2 separate regions of the Mus musculus genome follow, and region 2 is linked to region 1. A link is a contact called in public capture Hi-C data. All regions are on one chromosome and are shown on one strand. The core of a region is the stretch at or near the end of the contact, and the rest is flanking DNA. Distances in the headings are between cores, read along the strand shown.

Region 1 (6,721 bases), core at 3,336-5,835:
TTCTCAGTGGCGTAGCCTCACTTGGTGTCCGTACTATCCTTCTGGAGACCTGTCATTCTGGGTGTCCAGCTTTGAAGTGAGGAAGGAGACCTGGAGTCCTAGCCTTGGGGTTCTGCAGCTGTCCTTCCTGAAGTTCATCTATAGCAGCCCCTCCCAAAGCCGCACTCAGGAGGCCTGCTGAGGAAGAAGCAGGGGCTGAGGGAGAGGAGGCTGGCCTGCTGCCAAGGCTTGGAGGGTCCCCTGGGTCGCAGTATTCTGGGCCTCCTGTAGTGCTTGCCCATGAGAGTAAATGCTAGGTTTCCCGGGCATCTGCCTTTGCCCATGAAAGCATGGAGGACTGCAGGAACCTGACCCATTGCTGGCCCCACCTAGCTCGACGTCACAGGCATCAATGTGGTGGTTCTGAGTAGGTAACATAGGCCAACCCAGTCTCTTTGATCCTCTCGACTGAAGTGTGAGCTCACTGTTAGAACTTCATCCTGGAAACTCCGCCTGGACCAGCACCCTTTCCTGGGCTGCTTGTCTACCCTGCTGACACCTGACACTGTGGAAATCATCCGGCCATAATCTCCCCGCTGTACACTCCCTGCTTATGTCATGCTGTCACTTCTTGGGGACCTACCTCTGTGCTGTGCCTGTGCCTGCCGACCAGGCGTGTGGGACCCTTACCAGCTCTGCCACCTCCCGGCTTCTAGGTGTCTTGGATTCTACACTTAGCCAAAGCCATCTCCACCCATTTAGCCCCATGCTAAGGCAGAACCATGTGCTTTCTCCTGCATACAAGCCTCCATTCCTGAGACTGCGCGATGCCCTTTTCTGTTCTCTCCTATCAGAGTGTGTGTTCTATCAGATGGTGAAACAGCTGAGCCTGAGCCTAAGGTCTCTGTTTCCTAGGGGATGTGCCAGCTCCAGCCAGTAAGGGAATTTGCCAAGCACCAGACTTCTTCCTCACACTGTCTTTGTTCCCCAGGTCCCGGTCCTTCTCCTCGTCCCCATCCCCGTCTCCCACACCTTCCCCACACAGACCTCCAGTCAGAACCAAGGGGGAGCCGGCCCCACCTCCTGGGAAAGCAGGGTGAGTCCTGAGCCCCCTCAGTTTGCTGTGGTGCTCCACCTCGGTGGGGTCTCCAGGGATTCCGGCCTCCTCCACTCTCCCCATCCCATGCTTGAACTAGAGTGAACAGCCTCCAAAGGGCAGCAGATCTGGCTCCCAGGAGGTGGGCGGAGGCACGGGCTCAGCACCTAGACTTGGGTCCCTGTAGCGTGGAACCTTAGCAGTCATGTGCCGTGCTTAAACTGTAGAACCCTGAGATGTGGGTTTATTGAGCAGGGACCCTAGCCCTACCCTGCCTTGACCCGGCCTTGCCTCACAGGGAGAAGTCAATAAAGAAGCCAGCCCCTCCCCCAGCCCCACCACAGGCCACCAAAACTACTGCTCCTGGTCCTGAGCCTGCCAAACCTGGAGATCTCCGAGAAGCCAGGAGAAAGGAGCGGCAAACCAGGACTCCCCCAAGGAGGTGAGCAGTGTGGGCTTATGGCAATCCTGGGACAGTTCTCTTTGTCCTTGGTGCTGATGAAGACTGGAGCCTGGGAGGTGGGTCCATCCCCAGGGAAGCAGCAAGGAGCAGAGGCCCAACCTGGAACAGGCCTGTTAGCAGCCTGGTGTGCAGGACGGCTCTGCCTCAGTGAGGCCGCCTCTGAGGTGAACTATGCTGCTTGTGTTGCAGGCGGACGCTCAGCGGCAGTGGTAGCGGCAGTGGTAGCAGCTACAGTGGCTCCAGTTCCCGATCCAGGTCACTTGCTTGGTGCTACCCCCTATTGACCTTTTTCCCTCACCAGGTGGGCTGACCATGTTAGGGCTCTTCAGTATCCGAGAACACACAGCTCAGGGCGAGTATGGTCTCCCTTCACACAACAGCACCTACCTAACCTTTGGGAAGAGGCCGAGACTGCTCCTGCTCCCCATCTGGACAAAGCTGAGGCCAGTCCCAGGTTCTCTACCCACACCTTTCCTGAGGATAGACGGGTGTTCTCGGGGCCTGCTGATCCCTATTGGAGGGAGTCAGCCCTGAAGCAGTTGGGAGAAAGATCCCTTAAAGAAAACCAAAAAGGAGTTAGAAGGTAGAGTCAGCTTGATGCTTTTGGAATCTGGTGACCATTTTTCCTCTGTCCTCCCGCATCAGGGCCTTAGCTTTTGTCCAAGGCCTTAGTAATCTAGACTCTTTTAAAGACCTATGGGATTTTTACTTGTTGGCTCTTTGAGACAAGGTTTCTCTGTGCCCAAACTCACTCTTGTAGACCAGGCTGGCCTGAAACTCATGGAGATCCACCTGCCTATGCCTCCCAAGTTCTGGGATTAAAGGTGTGGGCCACCATGCCCGGCCTGTTTGTTTTTGAAAACTAAAGAACCCCTGACTCTATCTTCTCCCTGTCTCTGCTCCTCTGTTCTGTCTCCTGATGCCCTTAGAAGAAGCTGGTTGGTGTTTGTGATAGACATGTCATGGCACTGCCCTGTATCAAAACTGTATCACCATCTACTCTCCCTCCCCTACTCCTGTGCCCTGAGGAGAGTACAAGGTGTCTTAGTGGTCCCACTAAAACCCAGGGCCTTGCATTCTGCTCAAGCTCCCTGTCACTGAGCTGCAGGCTCGTTTGAATTGGGAGTCTCCCTGTGTTGCCTCCCTGTGTTGCCCAGATGAGCTTGAACTCCCAAGAAGCTGGGAGCAGAGGGGCTCCAGCACACCTCCAGCAGCTCACACCCGTTATCCTGAAGCACAGCGATCTGCCTGTCTCCCAGGTTACCGGGACTATGGGTTGTGACTGTTGTGCACCACCATCAACTAGCTTAAAGTTGTGCTTTTTATCAGTGTTGACTAGGGCTCAGTCCCCAGTACAGGGTCATCCAGGTTAGTGAAGTAGAGACTCAGAGCTGTCCTTTCACTATGTATTATGTCTGTGTGCATCCCATAAACATGGAAATTGGGTAAAGACAAGCCATGGAGACCCTCCTGTCAGCCTGCAGCCCAGCCATCTTGCAGTCACCGTGGGGCTGAGCGCACAGCTGTGCTTGTGTGTCTAGGTCTCTGAGTGTGAGCAGCGTTTCCTCAGTGTCCAGCGCCACCTCGAGTAGCAGCTCAGTGCACAGTGTGGACTCAGATGACATGTATGCAGACCTGGCCAGTCCTGTGTCCTCAGCCAGCTCTCGATCCCCAACTCCTGCCCAGACCAAGAAGGAGAGAGGTAGGCAAGGGCCCTTGCCCTTGGGATGTGGGCTTGGGGGTTAGCTTTCGACAGAGACTTTGCTTTATGGTCATGTACACAGGAACCCGTGACTGAGGTTTGTCGTTGACAGGGAAATCCAAGAAAGAAGACGGAGTGAGAGAGGAAAAGCGGAGGCGGGACCCATCCGCGCAGCCGCCCAAGTCCTCTAAAGCTCCAGCGGGTGGGAAGGCCTCCCAGCAGGCAGCGGCGCCTCAGCCGGCGGTCCCCGGGCAGCCCCAACAGGGCTCCTTTGTTGCCCACAAGGAGATAAAGCTGACACTGCTGAACAAGGTGAGACAAGGGGACAGGCCTGTATTACTGCACCTGAGCCTGGGTACTGGGGTCTCCGCCCAAGGGACCTCGCCCATCCATGTGCCTGTACCTGCGGCCTGGCCAGCCTGGGTCCTGACCCCACCCCAGCATCAGACATCTTCAAAGCTCTGCACATGTCTGGAAGGGCCAAGGCCTGACATGTTGAGATCCTGCAAGGCACTTCCTCATGCAGCACAGAGGGCCCCATCACATGGTGGCAAGGGCCACAGAACTGCTTTGGAGGGTCAGGGGTTCAGCCAAGAGGAGGCTCATGGGAGCAAAGAACCACTCTCCAGTAACAACAGATACACCGCCACCCTCTGCCTGGCCTAACAACGATCTGGGCCCTACCGCCCTCACTGTGCTGTTTCAGGCGGCTGATAAAGGAAGCCGGAAGCGCTATGAGCCATCAGACAAGGACCGGCAGAGCCCTCCTGCCAAGAAGGCCAACTTGTCCCCAGACCGAGGTAAGCCTTGGAGGTCTTGTGCCTGAGGTTATACTATGGATGTCACCCATAAGCCAGAAGGCCCACCTGCGGGGGCTTGACACCAGTATATTCTGAAAACTGTAGCGGAACCTAAAAACCCCACTGTGTGTCTGTGATGAGCACTGTAGTGCTAGCGATCGCACCGAGCTTTGCTCTTCCTTTTAGACATTTTCTTACTCTTTAGCTCAGGCTTGTCTCCAACTCATGATCCTCCTGCCTCCACCTCCAAAGTGCTGGGATTATAGGTGTGTGATGGGAAAGGTTTTAAGTCTTTAAATATAGCTCAGTGGTAGCGCACAAGATCCTGGTTACAGATGATAAATAATGTCTGCCCAGCGACACAAATGCAGTCTGTTAATAATGACCAACCTTCCAGTATACAACCAAAACAGTGGGTGAGGGGGCAGGTAGGGGCTCAGCTAGTAGAGGGCTTGCACAAAAGCCCTGGGTTTGGTTCCTGGCCCCACATCTGAAACGTCAGCACTGGAGACGGAGGGTCAGAAGTTCAAGGTCATCCTTGGCTATCCAGAGTCCAGACCAGGCTGGGCTGCATGAGGCAGCAGGCAAATGACTGAGTGCATCCGCTCTCCTCCTCACGTCGGCTATCGTCGTCGTTGTCAGGGCCACTGTTGCTATGGTAAAACACCATCACCAAAAGTGGCTTGGGGAAGAAAAGGTTTATTGGCTTACACTTCCACACCACTGTTCATCATGGAGGTCAGGACAGGAAGCTCGGGGTCGCCTAATGCAGAAGCTGTGACGTGGTGCTGCCTACTGGCCTGCTCAGCTTGCTTTCTTATACCGCCCATGACCACCTGCCTAGGGGGAGCAGCACCCATAGTGGGCTGGGCCTTCCTAATTCAATTACTTATTAAGTAAACGCCCCATGGCTTACCCACAACCAGATCCTAGGGAGGCATCTTCCCAATCGAGGTTGTCAGATGACTCTAGTTTGTGTCAAGTTGCCATAAAACCCAGCCTGCACAACCAGCAGTCAGTCAGTGAAACCTCACCCCAGACTGACCCAGCTGTGCCTCTGCACACCTTAGGGTCATTGGCATGTGGGAAGGCACAGTGGCTCTGAGTCATTGTTTTAACCTTGGAGACTAAGAGAGTCTTGGAGACCCTCCAAATCTCCCAGGACACCCCATCTCAAGCCCAGCAGGAAAGATGGGGGATTCTCCTGGTTTGCTTTAATAGACAGAGCAAAAACCAATATAAACCAATACCTGCCTCTCTGAAGCAGGTGTAGAGGAGGTGACTGCTGCTGCTGAGGCTCTGGGGCTCACTTCAGGCAGGTCTCTGGGCCCATGACCCTTGGGCTTTGAACTCCAGAGGGAATTCTTTCCTCAGAGCCATGGCCATTGGGTCATGCTCAGGCCTTGCCCTCTTCTCTGCTACCTAGCCCAGCCTGACAAAGGAGAGCACTCCACTCTTGAGTTGGCTTCCAGTTCTAATTCTCTGCATTGTCAGATGCGTGTGCTGAGAGAGAGGGGTCTCACTAAGGAGAAGACTTGATGAGATGAGTCCAGCTCCAGGCCTGCTTTCTGAAGGAGCGCTTGGCTTTGCCTGGCTTGTCTTGTCTTGTCTTCACTATTTATTTGTTTGTTTGTTTGTTTGTTAATGTTTTATGTCCATCGGTGTTTTGCCTTCGTGCATTGTCTGTGAGGGTATTGGACCCCCTGGATGGAACTAGAGTTACAGACAGTTATGAGCTGCCCTACACGTGCTAGGAATTGAACTGAGGTCCTCTGAAAGAGCAGCCAGTCTCTTAACTGCTGACTCATGTCACCCACCCTGGCGTTTCCTGTTTTATTCTTTATAGAAAGAAAAGTGCCAGCTGCCCTGATACTGTGACTTTCTGAGCAGGGCCTCGTGGTGACCCGGGCTGACTTTAATCTCACTATGAGCCAAGGACCACATTCAAGTCCTGCTCCTCCTTCCTCTACCTCAGGTGCCAGAGTTAGAGCTAACCACACTTGGTCACTTTGATGCTTTGGACTAGGGTTCTCTGACAGCCCCACATACAAAGCAGTGGCTTCATTCTGTCCCCTTGCTTACTAGGTTCTCGAGACCGGAAATCAGGTGGAAGAATGGGCTCCCCAAAACCAGAGAGGCAGAGAGGCCAGAACGCTAAAGCTCCTGCTGCCCCAGCGGACAGGTAAGTCTCTGCCTACTTCCATGACAGGCTTGTCCTGGACAATTGATCGGCTTTAGGAGTATGGGAGACATGGAAGACAGGAAGGAAGGACAGACAGCAGTCTCAGCCCACTCCTCTTTAACCCCTCAGACTAGTCGGGCACAACTGCATATTACTGTCTTGTTGAAGAACCCTAGACAAGGGCCAGTGGTTCTCAGGGTGCCTATATAGTGGGGCAAATAGGAGAGGCTGCGGGCTAGCCTACACCCTCCTTGTCTCCCCACAGAAGAAGTGGGGAGCCCTGGGCACTTACCCAAGGGCAGGCTCTTCGTCACCTCTGCCTCACACCTTCTCAATCCTACAGGAAGCGTCCACTGTCACCCCAGTCTAAGGGCTCCAGCAAGGTCACCAGCGTGCCTGGCAAAGCCACAGATACTGCCACAGCAGGCACCAAGTCAGGGAAGGCCAGCACATTGTCACGGCGAGAGGAGCTCCTTAAACAGCTCAAAGCGGTTGAGGA
Region 2 (6,369 bases), core at 61-2,560, 860 kb after region 1:
CTGTCTCACCTCCTCTCTTTGGCAGTCCAGCCTTTGCAGATGTGCAGTGACATCTTCCTTCCTAACTCCTCTCCACGCAAAGTGCAGCGCAGCAGCTGCGATCCAGGCGGGGCTGGGTGCTGGGGAAGCTGACGCGGAGGCGAAACTGACACACAGACATCGTTGCAGAGAGTTAATGGCCACACTCCTGGCCACCAGGTATCTGTGTTTAACAGCAAGGGGCTCTCCTCTCAAACACAGTGCAGGGCCCAGAATCACTACAGATGATTGTGTCTGTCTCCTCAGGGAGGACCTGATAGGTGGGGCCATCCCTGTACGTAAGTCACACGGTGTACAGCACTGTGAGGGAACCAGCTTAGCCCTACCCACCTCATAATGGGATATCGGGGCCCCAGCAGCTTTGAAGGAAGAGGCCATAGTACTACTAAGTTCTCCGTATTCCTGCTTGTTCATGTGGGCCTGTAACTGGGCTAGCCCAAGAGAGTCAGGCCCAATTACTAGCATGATATCTTAGTTTCCATGAGGGTAAGAGTGTGGCAGAAAACTCATGCTGTTCACTACAGGAGTCAGAGGAGTCATCTGAGCTCCCTGCAGCTCCCTTAGCAGCAGGGTTGACAGCAAGACCGGCTTGGTTACTGAGCAGGATTTGGAGTACTTTTGATCAGGGAGGACACAGACATCATGGATTCCAAACCAGCTACCAGAAGGAAGTCCTCTATAAAGAGCAATGTCTTGCCGAGGCCTCTGAGGACTCCCTGGTTGCTGCAGGGGCTTGGTGTTCCTCTGGGATGTCAGCTAGCATTGGCAGAGATCAGACTGGGCTCTCATTCAAGTCAAGAGAGAGGTGAGAACCTGCTCCCTGCCCTGTGCTGCCTGCCTTGGGCCTGTGGGCCCCCGAGTTAAATAAACTTTAGAGCAGAATGCAGGGCAGGGCGAGCTGGATCAAACCTGATGAAACCAGTCTTCAGGAACACTAGAGCAGTCTCCTTAAACAGGCCAGCCAGCCAGCTCAGTCAGAGGCTCCCCTTGCACTCAGGGGCAGCACCCCAGTACTCAGAGGATGCCCATAGACACAGCCCAGCTAGGGACTAGCTGGGCTCCCCCGTGACACTGCGGCAGCTTACTTGCTAGCAAATTCCCGGGCCTCCTGGAGCCTCCGCAGCTCTCGAGGCAGTGGGCTCTGATAACATCTCATCCACCGACCACACAGCACTGGCTCCAGGCTCGACCACCACAACTGAGAAGTGAAAGACCACCAAGAAGCAGACTAAGGGAGTTGTCATGGACAACCATGAGATATGCTGCCCCTTGGCCACCATCGAGACACCTAATTGTCAGTCAAGCTAGGAATTCCTGAGAGCCTCACACGGCTCACGTCACAGTGCTGTGCAACTTTTAGCTTTCCTTTTTCTGAGCCCGAGTCTTAGGATATAGCTCTGGCTATCCCGGGACTCACCAGGCTGGGCTAGAATTCATAGGTCAGCCTGCCTCTACCTCATAAGTGATGCGGTGAAAGATGTAGGCCATCACACCCAGCTTATAGGGCGTTCTTCGTTTTTCTTTCAAGACAGGGTTTCTCTGTATAACTCCAGCTGTCCGGGAACACACTCTGGAGACCAGGCTGGCCTTGAACTCAGAGATCCTGTGCCTGTCTCTGCCTCTCAAGTGCTGAGATTAAATGTGTGCTCCACCACTACCCATCTATGAGGCATTCTTGTGCTCAGGAGCAAGGCTTAAAGGGAGGGCATCGTATGAGGAAAACCCTGTAATGTTGGCATTGCACTACCTGACCCACTTCTATATGCCACTTTTTAAAGAGAGCTTCTGAGAGCAACTTTCTAAAGACAGAATAGTTCATCAATATTAATTCCACCCAATGAGCTACAAACTGAAATGAAGCTGGCCATGGCTTGACCTGTCCACCTCCCCTCTGGTTAGAATAGTGAACCAGATGGAGGCCCCCAGGGTTCCTAGGAAGCTTCAGTAGCTCCTGGGACCAGCAACTAGCATCTGCAGATATTGCTTGTGCCTTGGGATGCTGAGCAGCTAACAGCACTGAAGAGAGAGGATGTCTCTGTGAGCCAGTGCGCGCTACCTACCATGTGTGTGTGTGTATGTATGTGTGTATGTATGTATGTATGTGTGTGATGGTTTGTATATTCTTGGACCAGGGAGTGGCACCATTTGGAGTTGTGGCCTTGTTGGAATAGGAGTGACCTGGTTGGAGTAGGTGTGTCACTGTGTGTTTGGACTTAATACTGTCACCCTATGTCAGTCTTCCACAAGCAGCCTTTGGATGAAGATGTAGAACTCTCAGCTCCTCCTGCACCATACCTACCTGGATGCTGCCATGCTCCCACTTTGATGGTAATGGACTGAACCTCTGAACCTGTAAGCCAGCCCCAATTAAATGTTGTTCTGTATAAGACTTGCCCTGGTCATGGTGTCTGTTCACAGTAGTAAAACCCTAACTAAGACAGTATGTATACATTCATATATATTTATATATGAGTTTTTGCCTGCATGTATGTTTATGTAGTAAATGTGGGCACATGCTTTGTGCCTGTAGAGATCAGAAGGCGTTAGATCCCCTGGAACCTGAGAGATGAGTGACGAAACACCATCTGGGTTCTCTGGAAGAACATTGTTTTTAAATGCTGAGCCAGCGCTTCAGCCCCTACCACACATTTTTGTGAATACTGACCACCAGGGTAGGACACTGAACCTCCCGGGAAGTGAAGATCCCAACTCTTGGGAAAATATCCTAGACGAGGGTCTGTGAGAAGTCTCAATGGGAAAAGGTGCTTGTTCCCAAATCTGACGACCTGAGTTCAATCCCAGGGTCCCATACAGTGGGGAAAAAGACCTGGCTTCTGCATGAATACAGGGAGGTCAGGGGAGGGGGAGGAGATAAATAAATGTAACGTAAAAAACCCAACTGGGCAGACCTACCAGTGCTGAAGTCAGAATCACGGGACACTTAGTCTGGCATTCTGTCAGTGTCTGGTTGGCCACCAATGCTGGGTCTTGACTTCGGAGACACACACGAAGGAGCCCCTGCAGCAAAAGCATCCTAAGACTCAGCAGTCTGCCAGCCCAGGTGCCATGGGAGCCCAGGCCCCGAAGGAGGCATCACATTACCCTGAAGAAGTGGATGGTAATGTCAGAGGTCAGGACACTGCCGTGGCAACAGAAGTTTCTCTGGAAAACAGTTCAAAGTCAGCACAAAACCGACAGAGGTAGAAAGGGCAGCCCAGAGCGTTTGCACATACCAACTCAGAGTTGACCAGGCTAAAGAACTCTCCACAGTTGGGGGAGATAGGTTGTCCGGCCTGGGGGCCACCCACGAGAACAGATGGAGGCAGGCAGAGGAGAAGCCTTGGAAAGAAAGGGGTGCATCGTGGTGAAGACAGACAGCATGGACAGGGTGTCCTTGCCCTGTACAATACTTTCCAGATCAAGTGATGCTGCTCAAAGCCACAGCCCTTCTAGTTCCCACTGACCTTGCCCTTGAGCTCATGTGCTCAACGCTGCCTTTGTCCCCAGCTCTTAATTCCTGCTTATTCACTGTGGATACCCTAAATGCACTTCAAAAAATATAAATAAAATTTCAACAAGCAGGTGGAAGGATGCACCACTGTCTAAGGAAGCAATCCTTTACTGGAAAATTCTATTATGAGAACAGTCGCACTGCACTTTAAAGACAAAAAGAAAAGGACAAAAACGTGTTCTTTATAGTAAGTACATCTTCCCTAGAGGGATTCTTGAGTCTAAGAAGAAAGACTAGAATCCGAAACACCTTTTACACTTGTTCCTATGAGAGCCACCAAGACACTGAAACCATTCCAAGCTTGGATGGAGTAGACATAATAGAAATAAGCAATTAGTAGTGGAAGCTAAAGACAGACGCTGGCATGAGAGTCCGCCGGATGATACCGTTTGCATGTGAGCAGTTCTTGTTGTCTCCTGAGGCTGGTAGCCATGCTGTCTGGCCTTGCCAGAGCCTGCAGCCGTCTTCTGAACACCCGAAACAGAAAGTGACTCTGCGGCGTAGAACAGCCATGGGGCACAGCAGAACCTTGATCCAGCTCCAAGTCCAGAGCGATCTCCTGGGAAAGAGCAGGGCCTACTTCACCCTCCAGCTCGGACCTGTCACCAAACCGGAACCGGGGCAGAAGGGTTCTCAGCTCACTGTGGACCTTAGCTGGGGACTCTGAGAGATGACCTTGAGAAGGTTGTCTCCACAGGGATGAGGAGTAAGGAGGGACAAGGACACAAGCTTTTACATGTGAAGGCCATCTCTAGCCAGATGTAGTAGCCCAGCTATTGGGAGACTAAGGCAAGAGGACTGCAAATTCAGGGGCCTGCGCGGGTTACAGCACTTGCCTGGGATGCACAGACTCTAGATTCAGCCTACCCTTACCCCCAGCACACAAAACCATAGAACCAAACACAGCAATCTTTAAATTGTAAACATAAATGAGCACAGGGGTTACCCAGCATACCACCACAGGTCTCTCTGGGGCCACGCACTGCCCTTTGTGCTAGGTGTAGACAGGTGTACACACGTGCAGGAATGAGCTGAAGGGGGGTCCTATGTATACACTCTTTAAGGCTGGTGTCAGGCTCCGATGGTCCCATCTCTACTAGCATAGCTTAGATAGACTTCTGTCTAGTGTCAGGCCAACATTTTGCTGTCACAGTTCCTGAGACCCTTGTACTTCGGAACATTTCTAAATATGGAGCAAATTCTCACATATACAGGCCTTTGTTGTGTAAACCTTGCTCCTGATTTAAAGCTATTGGTTAAATAAAAGTGGCTATAGCCAATTACTGGGGAGAATAGAGGTAGGCGGGGCTTTGATTACCAGGCTGGAGGGTCCCAGATAGAGACCACGAGGGGAGAAAGAGGAGGAAGGAGGAGGGGAGAGGAGAAAAGGAGCCAGAGAGAACTGGAGGTCTCCACTAGATGGGATAGACCAGAAAAGGTGGCCGAGGGAAATGCCCCCGGGACGGACTGAGTAGACTCAGACATGGCCGAGGGAGATGCCCCCGGGACGGACTGAGTAGACTCAGACATGGCCGAGGGAGATGCCCCCGGGACGGACTGAGTAGATTCAGACATGGCTGAAGGAGATGCCCCCTAGGACGGACTGAGCAGAGTCAGACAGCAAGTACTTGAGCTCAGCTGGGAGGAGACAGGCAGGCGTAGAGAGGAATGGATTAGGGGTAGTTCCCCTAGGCATTGTGCTAAAGCTGATTTTAAAAACCTCCAAAGAAATCTTTCTCGATTTTTGGGCAGCTGGCCAGGTCATAGTAAGAGCTGGGAGTTATTAAATAACATGCAAAAATACCATTTACAGTGGAGGCGTGTCCTGTCTACTCCACAGAAATGATACACCCAGCAACCACAGCTTGATGTGTGACCCTAAGGACCACATGCAGGCTAGATCCCTCTCAGGCTAATCTGACATCTAGGAAAGATGGATGGGAAGACAGGTTGAGCTGAAGCCAGGAGCTCAGTTTCTCTTATCCTGGAGGATGCTCTCATTTGGGCACATCCTACGGGATCCTCGGTTCTTACTACCCAGTTATCACTCCCGTTTCTGAATTCAGACCCTTGAGAAATGGAACCCACAGACATGATTGTGTCTAATAAAGTGACATGTACTACTCTGGCTTGGATCTGAGGTGTCCCTTAAACGCCAGGTGGGGAAAGCTTGTTGCTAAGCACCCGTGTTCAGGATGAGAGGCTTGTGAGGCCCTGACCACATCCGGGGCTGGGGACCTCCCTGAATGGACTACCGGGAACGGGGAGAACACGTAAGAGGTCGGGCTGGCTAGAGAATCCTCACTAGGGACGGGCTCTGGAGAATCTACCTTGTCCACAGTCGCTCCTTCCCTGTTTCTTGGCTGCTATACGTGTCACACCCTCCCTCGACTCAACCGCAGGACCACAGCCATGAGGACAAGTGGCCTTTGCTCCTTTAGCTCAGTTCTCAGTTACTGTGCCACAGCATCGGAGGACTGGCATGCCTGCTCCTCCCAAGGGCATCAGGCACGGATGGAGGTTTGGAATCAGGCTCCTTAGAGACACACTGGAACCTCAGCACGGCTCCGCTGCATTTTCCCGCTCATTCTGGGTTCCCCAGGGGCCTGAGGGCTCCATGTGCTCTTTCCTCTACGTAGGCTACCTTGTTAAGGTCACTTCTCAGAGCCTGCAGCCCAGCTTTCCTCTACGGAGGCTACCTTGTTGAGGTCACTTCTCAGAGCCTGCAGCCCAGCTTTCCTCTACGGAGGCTACCTTGTTGAGGTCACTTCTCAGAGCCTGCAGCCCAGCTTTCCTCTACGGAGGCTACCTTGTTGAGG

What was found. Capture Hi-C pulls out chosen DNA fragments and counts their contacts.
Region 2: a contact with region 1 is called in a capture Hi-C map of embryonic stem cells, with 3 times the contacts expected there. The contact joins two enhancer-like sites. A contact is called at or near these places in 1 of 39 promoter capture datasets (cranial neural crest) and 2 of 9 other capture datasets (embryonic stem cells and liver).

What each region holds. Positions count from the first base shown.
Region 1 is chr8:122,409,911-122,416,631 of GRCm38.p6, forward strand. It overlaps Zc3h18 (zinc finger CCCH-type containing 18), which reads left to right. Exons shown (of 18, transcript NM_001029994.1): 11 at 971-1,075; 12 at 1,374-1,517; 13 at 1,728-1,793; 14 at 3,080-3,240; 15 at 3,353-3,552; 16 at 3,947-4,040; 17 at 6,126-6,222; 18 at 6,566-6,721. Among named protein-coding and RNA genes, the nearest start is that of Il17c, 8.7 kb to the right of the region's middle. Within about 2 kb of position 4,586, at least 34 of the 459 cell types and tissues checked have an H3K27ac peak or open chromatin away from gene starts, as enhancers often do. A contact at or near this core is called in embryonic stem cells, where this site is marked.
Region 2 is chr8:123,271,196-123,277,564 of GRCm38.p6, forward strand. Fanca (Fanconi anemia, complementation group A) reads right to left here. Exons shown (of 43, transcript NM_016925.3): 32 at 3,937-4,109; 33 at 3,273-3,378; 34 at 3,142-3,201; 35 at 2,953-3,057; 36 at 1,125-1,237; 37 at 10-145. Among named protein-coding and RNA genes, the nearest start is that of Vps9d1, 20 kb to the left of the region's middle. Within about 2 kb of position 1,311, at least 15 of the 459 cell types and tissues checked have an H3K27ac peak or open chromatin away from gene starts, as enhancers often do. A contact at or near this core is called in embryonic stem cells, where this site is marked.